Linked DNA regions of Gossypium hirsutum: all the other regions are linked to region 2. A link is a contact called in public Hi-C data. All regions are on one chromosome and are shown on one strand. Each heading gives the region's core, a stretch centred on a gene start, on an enhancer-like site or on the middle of the called end of the contact. The rest is flanking DNA. Distances are from core to core; before and after follow the strand shown.

Evidence for each region. Hi-C and Micro-C count contacts between places; a contact is called where the count stands out from the background.
Region 1: a contact with region 2 is called in a Hi-C map of leaf, with 2.7 times the contacts expected there. The contact joins two enhancer-like sites. A contact is called at or near these places in 13 of 34 Hi-C or Micro-C datasets (anther, callus, hypocotyl and 2 more).
Region 3: a contact with region 2 is called in a Hi-C map of leaf, with 1.8 times the contacts expected there. The contact joins two enhancer-like sites. A contact is called at or near these places in 17 of 34 Hi-C or Micro-C datasets (anther, callus, cotyledon and 4 more).

Annotation. Positions count from the first base shown.
Region 1 is chrA09:51,668,195-51,672,333 of Gossypium_hirsutum_v2.1, reverse strand. It overlaps LOC107888869 (a long non-coding RNA gene), which reads left to right. Exons shown (of 2, transcript XR_001681528.2): 2 at 1-1,167. Among protein-coding and RNA genes, the nearest start is that of LOC107888869, 3.5 kb to the left of the region's middle. Within about 2 kb of position 2,708, at least 3 of the 9 cell types and tissues checked have an H3K27ac peak or open chromatin away from gene starts, as enhancers often do. A contact at or near this core is called in leaf, where this site is marked.
Region 2 is chrA09:51,469,932-51,474,001 of Gossypium_hirsutum_v2.1, reverse strand. No RefSeq gene overlaps it. Among protein-coding and RNA genes, the nearest start is that of LOC107888871, 17 kb to the left of the region's middle. Within about 2 kb of position 2,126, at least 4 of the 9 cell types and tissues checked have an H3K27ac peak or open chromatin away from gene starts, as enhancers often do. A contact at or near this core is called in fibers and leaf, where this site is marked.
Region 3 is chrA09:51,631,554-51,635,772 of Gossypium_hirsutum_v2.1, reverse strand. No RefSeq gene overlaps it. Among protein-coding and RNA genes, the nearest start is that of LOC121206789, 25 kb to the right of the region's middle. Within about 2 kb of position 2,317, at least 9 of the 9 cell types and tissues checked have an H3K27ac peak or open chromatin away from gene starts, as enhancers often do. A contact at or near this core is called in fibers and leaf, where this site is marked.

The DNA.
Region 1 (4,139 bases), core at 1,459-3,958, 200 kb before region 2:
AATAGGGAAAAGATGCAATGATATGTACTTTTCACGAGGCCAGTTATCTGCATTCTTTGGAAGCAGAAATCACTAAATTCATATAAGAAATAAACGATTATACTTATAATATCATCACACGCTATTGTTTATTTTTGGATATTTAGTAGTTTTTGTTTAAAGAGAAAGTGTATATTTAGTTGTTCAAATCTAGAGGCTTGGTTTTCTCTTTTCTGAACATATCGGTGAAATTTGCAAACCATTGCAACTGTAAGCACATCTCTTTCATGCAAAATAGAGAGGCTAAACCTGCTCTTTGTTATCTATTTCAACTGTAAACCAACTTTACCTGTGGTTCATTTGTTTTTAAGATGTTATCTAGTGTTTGTAAATTCATTTTATTGCTTGGGATGTTGATCGTGTTTATATCGTTGTTTTAAACATTCTAACCATAGATGATGATTTCTTCTTAGATAGGCTAAACCTGCTCTTTGTTAATTGAACAACTTAATTGCATTTCTTCTTATTCAAATTTCTCTCATAATTGAAATCATGCAATTTAACTATTGTTTTTTCATTAGTGTAGTTGGTTCACTTTCAATTTATTAGACCCTTTTGTTTCTTGTGAAGATAGGTTGCCTTTGTAAAACTTACGAATTTCTTAATGCTTTTTCACCTTGCCTTGCTGAGTACCTTATCAATCCACCTTGGTTACAAGCTGAAGCAGGCACTTGATACCAATCAACAGTATAGCATCTTTTCCGCGATAGTTTGTATTGAATACATACCTGCTTCTGAATTTAGCTTGTTACAGGGATTGGATCTTCTAATAGGAGGAGATCATCAAGTTGTCATTCACACTCAAACATGTATTCATTTACTCAAGAAGATGATGGGTGTTTCAACTACATTTCAAGTGAGGCTGCTAATGTATAAACAATTTTGTTACCTTTCACCTTTCAATGCTTTAGTTTGGATCTTTGGAGTAAGGTGACAAAAGGGAAGAAAAGCAAGATGATATATTAACTTTTTGTATGGGTAAATGGGTGTGGTGGTGGAGTAATATAACTTTTTTGTATGTAATTACAGGATGATATATTGACATGAAGTATATCATATTAATATTGTCACTTTTTGTATATGTGTAAATGAGTTTTCTACTGTAATTGGACTCTTGAAAGTTGATCATGGTTTGTTATGTTATTTAGATGCTGAGATGATGGTTGGATTATGTTGGTACTATTTATTTAACAATATTTGTATTTTCATAGTAGTACTCTTTAACAATGTTAGTAAACAAAATAACTAAAACAAAAAAAAAAAACAAAAAAAAGGCAATTTTGATGCAAAAGCTTTATAGATCTAAACTTTTTGAAGGTTTTTAGGAAAATCAAAATGGAAAATATGAAAGAGGAGATCAAGAAAAACCCTTGGTAAAATTTAGGTAAATTCATGTTGGTGGTTGACGGTGACGAAAGGCAACAACGAGGACGGTGGTTTGTTGGAGAGAAAGATACGATGAAATGGGGGAGAGAGAGAGGACCAACAAAGATGAGGGAAATAAAAAAAAAATCTTTTAATATAATTTAATATAAAAAATAAAAAATTTAATATAAAATATTATTTCCAAATTTTAGAAAATATAAAAATAAAATATTTTAAATATTTTATTATAATTTAATATAAAAATATTTATATTAAAAATATTATTAAATTATATTTAATAAGAATCCTATTAAAGTTTAATATAACAATAATAATTATTATCAACTTAAAAAAATTCTGTTAAGGGTACTCCGGTCATTTCAATTTTTTCCTTTGTGCTATTACAATATTTGTTCTATTCAATCAAATGCAATAACACTATTACAGTTATATTTCATTCCATTCAATCAAACAATTAAATTACTAATTATAATTTTATTTTATTATAGTTCTATTCCATTACAACTTCATTACATTATAACTCTATTCCATTTCAATAAACCAAACATGACAAAAAATTAAGGTAGTAGAGGAAGAGAATTCGGGCTGAACAACTATAAATAATTTGTGCAACATTTTTTCTTTTTCTTTTTCATTTTTGAAGATTTTATAAAATTTTTAAAAAAATCAATTCACCCTCTTGATATTTTCAGGCCAAACAATTATTTATTTTTTAAATATGTTAATTAAAGCTAAATTGAATTGAAAAAGATATTAAACATAAATGATATTGAAAATTGATGAGATGGCACAATTTCACAGCCTAAAACTTAAATACTTTTAGGATCATATCAATTATTCTCGACAAATATTTTTAATTTATGAAAATATAAAATTATCTAAATTCATTTAAATTCATCAAAATTTAAAGTGATTCGAATTTAAAATAATTTATATTCAAAATAACTTAAAGAGTGAAATTATCTAAAATTATTTCAATCCAAAAATACCTAAATCTGAATTTAATAAATCCTACACCATCAAATTCTCCAAATAATATGAATGCAAAAAAAACATTAACCTAAAATAATTAATTAAAAAATAGTCTAATCAAAACCTACCCAATCAAGTCCGTTTGCGACCATTAGGCAGTGCCCAGTGATTGTCTGGATCTAAATTTGTTTGTGAGTAATTATTTATTTAGTTAATAAACAAATGGAGTTATTTTGTGGCCACGGTCCATGGACGCAAGCAATGTGGCCCAATTAAGTACGTGTAAGCCATATTCGCTGTTACGGAATAATCAGTAGTGGACCAACATTTTAGGAGGTTGCACTTGCGGCGCCTAATACCCGAGAATGGCTAGTGGGGCCTCAACTGGCCATTTTGACTTGTAAAAGAAAAATAAAAAATTTCAAGTTATTTTTCTTTTTCTAATTTTTACATTATTCTAATTTATATTATTTCAAATTTTCTTTTGAGGAACATAAACATCAGAGAAAAAAAATCCAAACTTTTAAGCACATAGCTCATACAATCTCGAACTACCTCGTCACCCTATCTTATTCGAACCAGGCAAAATCCACATTGCACTTTAGCATGCCAACAGTCAAAGGTTCCCAACCAGCCCTTCCCCCAACTCGCGACACTCCTGCCCGATCACCACCTTCACTAGTCACAACAAACACTCCCAACGACTGAAGCCAACAAAGTCGGAAATCATCAGCAGCTCGAACAATCGAGGCCATTCCAACATCCTTCCCTTTCCAAACCAAATAATTACGGTCGGACCATACAATCCAAAACAACACCAACACACAATGTAATTTGTTCAGAAGCTACCGAATCAGAAAGTCTACTACATAACTTAGCAACCGTCGTTTGACCAAAAGAAAAACTAGTAGCACTCAAAACAGCTTGCGCATACGGACAATACAGTAAAACATGATCCATACACTCTGCCTTACCATAACGGCTACACGAGGGGGACAACGGGGAACCCTTCTCATTCAAGCGAATCCGAGTCGATAAAAAGTGCCAAATACAACACCAAACAAAATCCTTTACCTTCAACGGGAGTTTACAATGCCATAACTTAGCCCAAACAATGTTCTCATCAAATAAAGCCTGATCCAATCGCATGTTAATTGCAACTCGGTATGCCAACCTCACACTATACCTTCTATTCGTACTAAACTGCCAAACTAGTTGATCCATCGTCGGAGTGTAACTAACTGGTATGCTAAGAACGTACGTAGTGCGTCATGTGGAGCCAAAATCCCTTCAACCAAGTCTCTGTTCCATGCACAATCATCAACTCTCAATAAACCAACGAACCTCAAATCTTTGGAACCTGCTAATGGAAGTGACTCAACATAGGAATCCATATCATCAACTAGCCATGGATCATGGAATATAACTATATCGCAACCATTCCCAACTTGCCACCGCATGACGTGAGAAATCACTTGTTTCGATGCCAAAATGCTTTACCACACAAATGAGAGATTACCACTCTCAGAAGCATCAAGAAAAGACCCGTCTAGGAAATATTTTTCTTTGAAGAAATGACAGGCAAAATAAGACAAATCCAAAAAAACAAAAAATCCCTTCAACCAAGTCTCTGTTCCATGCACAACCATCAACACTAAATAAACCAACGAACCTCAAATCTTTGGAACCTGCTAATGGAAGTGACTCAACATAGGAATCCATATCATCAACTAGCCTGTGTA
Region 2 (4,070 bases), core at 877-3,376:
CATGTTATGTCTGATATTGGTGATGTGCATATGCTTGTTTGCCATGCATGGTTGGTAATATGTTATGTGTTGTTGTGAATGTTTAAGTCCGTTAACGCCTCGAACCCTGTCCCGACGTTAGATACGGGTGAGAGGTGTTACAGGTAAGGGGTGTTACACTACCAAGGAGAAAGATCTCATTATTTGCTATTAGTGCAAGAAACTGGGACACATCAGGTTTGATTGTCCTTAATGGAAGAAGAAGGGATCAAGAAAACAAAAGATTAAAGCTAATGTGGCTACTTTGAGTGATGAGGATTCCTCCGATGATGAAGATCAAGAAGTAGCCAACCTATGTCTTACGGCCATCAATGATTCTAAGGTAACTTCTAACTCATCTACTTCAAATTCTTATTTTTTTGATGAGCTGCAATATGCCCATGATAAATTAGGCTTGGAGTTTGAATTAATGATTTCCAAATAAAGGAAACTATTTCAAAACTAAAAGATGAAAATAGTTCACAGTCCAAAGTCAATCATGAACTTGAAAGTAAAGTAAATTATATGCAAGTTATTATAAATGATATTGAGAAAAAAATTGTGACTTGCATAATTTACGTTCTAAAGTTCACGAGGATCATTAAAATCAACTTTAGTTGTTTAAAAGTGAAAAAACTCACTCTAATAAAGTTTTTGAAAATGGAGAAAGTTCAAAACAAAACTTTGTTAAAACTAGATTTAATTTCTACAAACATAGAGGTCCTCCAAATTTTTACAAAGGAAAAATTGTTTAAAATATATGGGTCCTAAAAGATTCATAACTACTAAAGATAATGATATCCTTTCTAAATGGATACCTAAAGGGACTAGAATCTTGGAAACTGATGCTTATGAACCCAAAAGAAATTGGGCACCAAAAACAAAAATTCAATGTTTATAGGAAAAGTTGCATTACTTCAAGGAGAACATCACTAATGCAAATTCTATGTGATTGCACCTTAATGTTTACTTAGTATGTTAGTTCACTTATTCCTTATTTTTAATATCTATCTTTAAACAAACTACTTTCTTTTCCTCTTAAGCTTTATTATTATTTTTTTATAAAACTTTGCATCTTGAATTACAATGTTATGGATTTCCAAAGGATAATCCATTTTAAAAGACAAATTACATCTCTTTTTAATAGCCAAATTACATAATAAATTTGCCATATTGTTGCTACTACGGTTGATCCAGTTAATTTGGACCAAGCCAAAATTCTTAAAGGCCATGCACGCCTTCTTCGCACAGCATCCTAATATAGTCATATCCTTGTCTCTCTTGTTGACTCTGTTGACTAAATTTGCGCTGTCAAACTCAAGAGATAATTTTCAACACATTTAAAGTAGATGCCAACTTCAAACTTTCAACCAAAGCTTCCATTTCAGCCCAGTTCGCATCCAGAAGCTTATAGACAAAACCATAACAGCCCCCGAGAACGAAACCATCCGAATCTCTAGCAATGGCTCCATACCCCACACTGCCGTTCGAAACCGGTCAAAGTTTATTTTTACATAGTTGTTAGGAGGTTTTATCCAAATTTTACCACCGGTATTAGAGAAAAACATGGGGATCAGCCGGGTTGAAAATTCTGAAATCGTTGCTAAGGGTCTTCGCCCTTTCCCACACCACCAAAACAACATCTTCTTTACCATGGAACACCATCTTATTTCTGTTATTCCAGCAGTTCCATAGGAGGGTAAAAAAATCAACAGCAGCTTTAGCGTCCAGCTTACGGAGGACATCTTCCAACCAATCGATACAGCGCTCGTAGCTCCCATCAAGCAACTTGTTATTTAAGCCACCAAGGGTAAGAATCTCACGCGTCATGGGGCAGTCTTCCATAGCATGGATTAACGTCTCCTCTCTGTTCTTGGATCTTGGACAGACATTTTAGAAGTTATGATGAATTTGAGCAATATTGTCATACATGGGCAGGATATTGTGACCGATTCTTCAACTAAACACTTTGATCTTGGGGAGCATATTTAGTTTCCAAATTATTCTCCAAAAAAATCTGTAAGGATCAAACCCTATTCTCTTTAGACATAACCAAGAGTAAGCCGACTTTGACGTGTAGAACCCATGGGGGTTTTGATTCCACGTTCTGCTGTCTTTATCGCCATTATGAATAATAGGTAAAGTGCATATTTGATCCCCCATTGTGTTACCATACAATTCAATCATCCTTTCCCTTTTCCAACACCTGCGGTTATGGTCCCACAAGTCACTAACTTTTCTTTCATCATTAGTCAACAATGACCGATAAACAGAGTCCCTATTAAGGACCTCAAAACCCAATTGATCCCTTCGAATATCAATCGTGTTGCCGTCCCCAATAAGCCACAAAAAACCTTCCTTAAGAGCTTCGGCCGCCCTTGCTATATTGGACCAAGTATAATACGGTTTGTCACCATATTTAGGCCGAAGAACGTCCCCCTCAGGGAAGTATTTAGCATTAAGCACCCTGAAACATAAAGTGCCCTTGAAATGCATAAGTCTCCACACTTGTCTGTCGAGGAGAGCCAAATTGAACAATTGCATATCCCGAAAGCCAGTACCACCCATCCCTTTTGGGTGACACAAACTATCCCATGCCATCATAGCCCAACCACGAGTCTTCTCATTGCTCGTCCACCACATACGACTCATTTTCGATTGTAGATCATCAATGATACCTTTAGGAGCAAGAAAAAAAGAAAACGCATGTCGAAATAGACTGAATAATAACATTAATGAAAATCTCTTTCCCTCCATAAGAAAGAAGTCGTTTCGACCAACTATTTATCCTGCAAGCACAACGATTAGTAATATTAGTAAAAGCAATTGACTTTTTTTTACTAATAGGTAAAGGTAACCCTAGATAGCTATAAAGATTGTCAGCCATACGCATCCCGAGCATAGAGCAAAAAAATTGCCTTTGAGGTAAAGGTGTTTTCGAGCTAAACATAATCATGGGTTTATCTTTGTTAATCTCTTGGCCCGACACTCTGGTAAAATTTGTTATAATTTTAACAATTTCCTCCACATCCTTTTTCTATTTCGGGTAAAAAGAAGTGCATCATCGGCAAAAAATAGGTGATTAATTCTAGGACCATTAATGCTAGCCCAAATTCCCTTTATCATATTGTTGTTTTGGGCTTGAATTAACAATTTAAATAAAGATTCCATGCAAAAAAGAAAATGGGAGGGAGAGAGAGGATCCCCTGTTTAAGACCCATTTCCAGCACAATAGTCTCTTAAAGGATTGAGTTGCACTTGATAACGTAACGGACCGAACAAACATATCTCATAATTTGATCCACCCAAACATCCGTGTAGCCCATTCTTTTCATGATCTCTTCAATAAAATTTCACTCAACCCGATCGTACGCTTTGTTCATTTTTAGCTTAATCACAAAGCCTTTATTGGGCCCGTTCTTTTCACTTCGAAGATAATGAACCAACTCATGGGCGATCAAGGTGTTATCATGGATCATTTCTCCGGAAACAAAGGCAATTTAGTTTTGGCTTATGCAATTAGAAAGAATATATTTCAAACGATTTGCTAGAACTTTTGCAATGATTTTGTAAATAACCTGCAAAGACTTATGGGCCGAAAATTAGTAATGTCGATAGGCTCTTTAATTTTTGGAATAAGAACAATAATCGTCTCATTGAGACTATCCATAGTTCTATTTCCACTTAAAACCTCATGGCACAACTTTATAATATCCGCTCCCACCACCTCTCAATTTTCTTTGAAAAAACTTTCCGAAAGTTCGTCAATTTCAGGTGCTTTCCGAGGGTCCATTTGATGGAATGCTTCCTTAATTTCATTGATCGTGAACTCCTTCGTCAGTCTTTCTTTCATCTCTCCTGAAATACACTTTCCAATATAGTCAAGATTAAACACTTCATTTGTAGATAAAGTAGAGACAAATAGGCTTTGGAAATACTTCCTGGCAGCCGCACAAATATCATTGGTATTATCCTTCCAACAACCATTAATATCTTTCAGCCTATCAATGTTATTTTTCTTCCTTTTACTAGTAGCCCTCACATGGAAAAAT
Region 3 (4,219 bases), core at 1,068-3,567, 160 kb before region 2:
CCTTTTTTTATTACTGAAGAAGAGAATTTTTTGAGTTTTTTGGTCGCCGTAGACGGTAGCACTGTTGCCTGCTATCGGCGGCAAGCGCAGCGGTGCATGGCCGGAGCTTGACCGAAAGGGAGAGACACTTGAAAGAGAAGAGAGAGCTTTTTTAGATTTTGTTTTAAAAAAAAACAAGGGCTAAATGATTTTTTTTTCTAAAACTCGACTTATATTGGCCCCCAAAACGACGTCGTTTTGGGACTGGCCTTTGAATGCTCAAAACGATGTTGATTTACCCATTACCGATCCGACCCGACTCGTTCCAAGTTAGGATCCACGTGTTTTTTTAAAAGGGTTAATTGCATTTTAGCCCCTCCGCTTTTTTATGGTTTTGCAATCAAGTTTTTTTTTTAATTTTAATTTTTGCCCTTTAATTTATTTCGTTTCCAATTTAGTCCACTTCGAAGCTGTGCGTTTTGGGGGGAAAGGAAAATTTCCCTTTTGGTCCCTCCTTATTATTCGTGCGTTCAATGTAGTCCTTTTCCTTTTTATTTATTTTAGATTTGCTTCAAATTCCCGTTTTAAATTCAGTTTAATCCTTTTTAGTTATTTTGTTGTTTTATTAGTAAAATTAATTAATTAATTAATTTATTATTATTATTATTATTAACACCTTATTGTTATTCTTATTAATATATTATCATTACTATTTATTATTACCATTATTATTACTATTATTTTTATTTTTATTACTATTATCATTATTCTTATTATTAATATTATTATTATTATTATCATGCTTATTATTATTACTATTATTAAATTATTATTATTCTTTATTATTATTATTATTTCTTATTTTGTTTTATTTAATATTTTATTTTATTTTATTTTTACTTTTTTTGTTTTATTTTTATTTTATTTTACAATTAGCTTGCTTTTCATTTATTCATTTACTTTATTGTCATTTATTTTCACTTTATTATTTTCGCTCATATTATTGCATCTATTATTATGTTGTTACGCATGTTAACACCGTGATTCGTTTTCACATTTTTACTACAAAAATCGTGTTACAATAATCCTTGCTCGATATATAAAAATTCAAGATTCGAAAAGTCGTTCCCTAACTTATGGGGTTTTGATTTTCTCGATAAATCCGAAAATACGAATGTTTTTAAAGCATAAAATTTTAAATGATCTCGAGAATTATGAAAAAAATCGTGTTCTAACTTACGAAATATGATTTCTTTCTGAAACTGAGATAATCAAATATCTTTCAAAATAAATAAAATTTTCGGCGTTTATTCGCGTATAGGGAATTTAAGAGATTGTGTCCTAGCTTACGGGACATAATTCTTTTGCTCGATTAACGTGAAATATGCCATTTTTCTCAAAAAAATTTTAATTAAGCAATAATTTAACGATAGATCGTATTTTTCTTCAAAGTTCTCAATTTTCGACACTAAGACATTAATTAATCAACTGTGTACCAATTTTGGGTGTTACGATGGTGCTAATTCTTCCTCGTGCGTGATCGACTCCCGAACCTATCTTTTTGAATTTCGTAGACCAAAATCGTTGTTTAAATAAATCAAACCATTTATTAAAACAACCACTTTCATGAGGTGACCCGATCACACCTTATCAAAAAGGATTGATGGCGACTCCCATGTTTGTTTTCGTTTTAGAAATCAAGTCGACTCCGTTTTTCAAAAAAAAAAAAAGGTTTCGACATGCTCTGTTTTACCCAAAAAAGAAAAAGAAAAAGAAAATTGCTTATATGCTTTCCTTAGTTTTAAGTGGATAAGGGGGAAAATTGAAAACATATTAATTATATTGAAGAAATTGAAATGGAATGGATCTAAAAATAAGAAATCCAAGTAGAAATGGATGGAATGAAATTCTTTAAGATTCAGTGAGAGGATCTTTGTAAATGGCAACACTATCATGGCATGCTATGCTTTTTGTTAAGTTAATATTGCCTTTTAGGGCATACGTAACGTTAAAGGTTCCATGGTGATTAAAACAATGCTTTTTTTTTCTTCCATACGATATTTCTGTTCTCATCTTAAGATATGGTCTATGAAAAAAAAATCTCGTGTTGACTATGGAACCTTTTTTTTTTGAATGGATGATGTGACTGGATTTATTAATATAAATAAAATGCATAAAACAGAGTTTGGGCTAAGGTTCAGAAAAAATAAATACAAAAGAATGAAAGAAAAAACCAAAATCTACTAAGAAATTGGGCCTAGAAAGAATTAACATAACTAGCCCATCTCGTCCAAATGCAACTAAATTAAAACAAAATAAAGTCTTATCCTATACCAGCCAAATCTAATAGCTAGATACCAATATCTTTCGTCTTTTCACATCAATCAAACCAGCCATTAATGATAGCAGGCTTTCAAAATTTGAAATGAATTCTTTTCTACTACATTTTGTTTCCCAACCATTCATTTCTCCTTTCACTTAGTCCGGAGGTTCTGGCCACAAGTTCTCCAGCACTTCACGAGCTGATTCTGGGATTCCTCCTAGCAGGTAAAAACTCTCTTTTTTTTAGTGCCTCCTATGTAATAACATGAGCATCGACATTCTTTGGTTTAGGGACAAAATGAAACTCGATCTCCTGGAATCTGTCTTTTCTGCTTTGTATATCCCTTACGATGGCTCCAATGACCGATTTATCTGTACCAGTATTTTGGCATTTCTTGATGACAGTTTTTGAGTCTCCCACTATTTCGATTTTATTTAATCCCATAAAAATCCCTAAGTTGACTGCTTGTAACCTTGCATATGCTTCTGCCATGAACGAAGTTGATATCTCGGAGTGTATGACTGCCTGTGATGCAAGGATCTCCCCCTCTTCATTTCGTACGAGCAAAACCGTAGCCGATCTGGACGATTGTCGGTAGAATGCTGCGTCAAAATGGATTGCGACCCTTCCTCTACATACGTATTGGGTATTTCTAGTAGATTGAAGAGTAAGTTTTCTCTCTTTTATTGCATCCAACTCTGCAATATAGTTTCGAGTTTGCCTTGCTATTTCAGTTCCTGACATGTATCTTCTTTCATATAATAGTTGGTTTCTGCTCAACCAGAGTCAACAACAAACAACCCGAATCTGTTCAGTATTCCCTTGACCAAAGATCCAGGTAAGCCATTCCCACATACTAAGATTATTATGGCTTAATACCCATGTTAAGCTTAACTGTTCCCAGGCCTCAACTGATGTAGGGCACTGTTGAAAAATATGGATGCTGTTTTCCTCTTCTTGGCGGCACCTAGGGCATTGAGCTTTCACCACAACCCTGTTGAGCCTGAGATTGACAAGGGACAGAAAGAAGTTCCATGAGAGTCTCCATACTGTAATTTGGATTTTTGATAGGATGTATAATTTCTATAGTTTCCTATAGAAGTTTTCATTTTTGGCATGTAAATTAAAAGTATTAGGATCCAAGTTAGTCTCATGTAATAGTTTATAGGCATTCCTAACAGAGAACTCCCCTGTCAACTCCCCTCTCCATACTTGAAAATCCTCGTGCGCTGCCTCTACTAGTGGAATCTGTAAGATTTTTTCCGCTATATGCATTCGAAAGGTATTTCTGACGGCCTTTTTTTTCCAGCTTCTATTATTGACCTCTATTAAATCCGAAACTAACTTAATATCTTCATTGTTGTCACGGTTCGGAACTCTTATCTTCTTCGTTTCCTGATATCCACAAATCGTCCCAAATGGATATTTGATAACCTATCCCAACCCTCCAACATAAACCAGTTTCCAGCAGCCCTCTCGCGGACCAAACACTCTTCCAAGTGAGTGAAGGTAAGTTTCCTAACCGAGCTTTGTAGAAATTTGAATTAGGTTAATATTTTGACTTCAAAACGCGGGCTAATAGTGAATTTGGGTAATTAACAAGACGCCACCCCTGCTTTGCTAATAACGCAACATTAAACTTTGCAAGATCTCGAAAACCCAAGCCACCATCTTCTTTTAATAAGCATAGATCTTTCCAAGCGCACCAATGAATACCTTTTCTATTTCGACCCTTTTCCCACCAAAATTTGGCTATTATACCCTTCAAATCAGCACAGAGCCTTAGGAAGTAGAAAGCAAAACATTGCATAAGTTAGGATAGACTGGAGTATAACTTTTATAAAAACTTTCTTCCCTCCTTGGGAGAGATATCTTATACTCCAGTTGTTAACTCGTTGGTTAAATCTATCCTTCAAA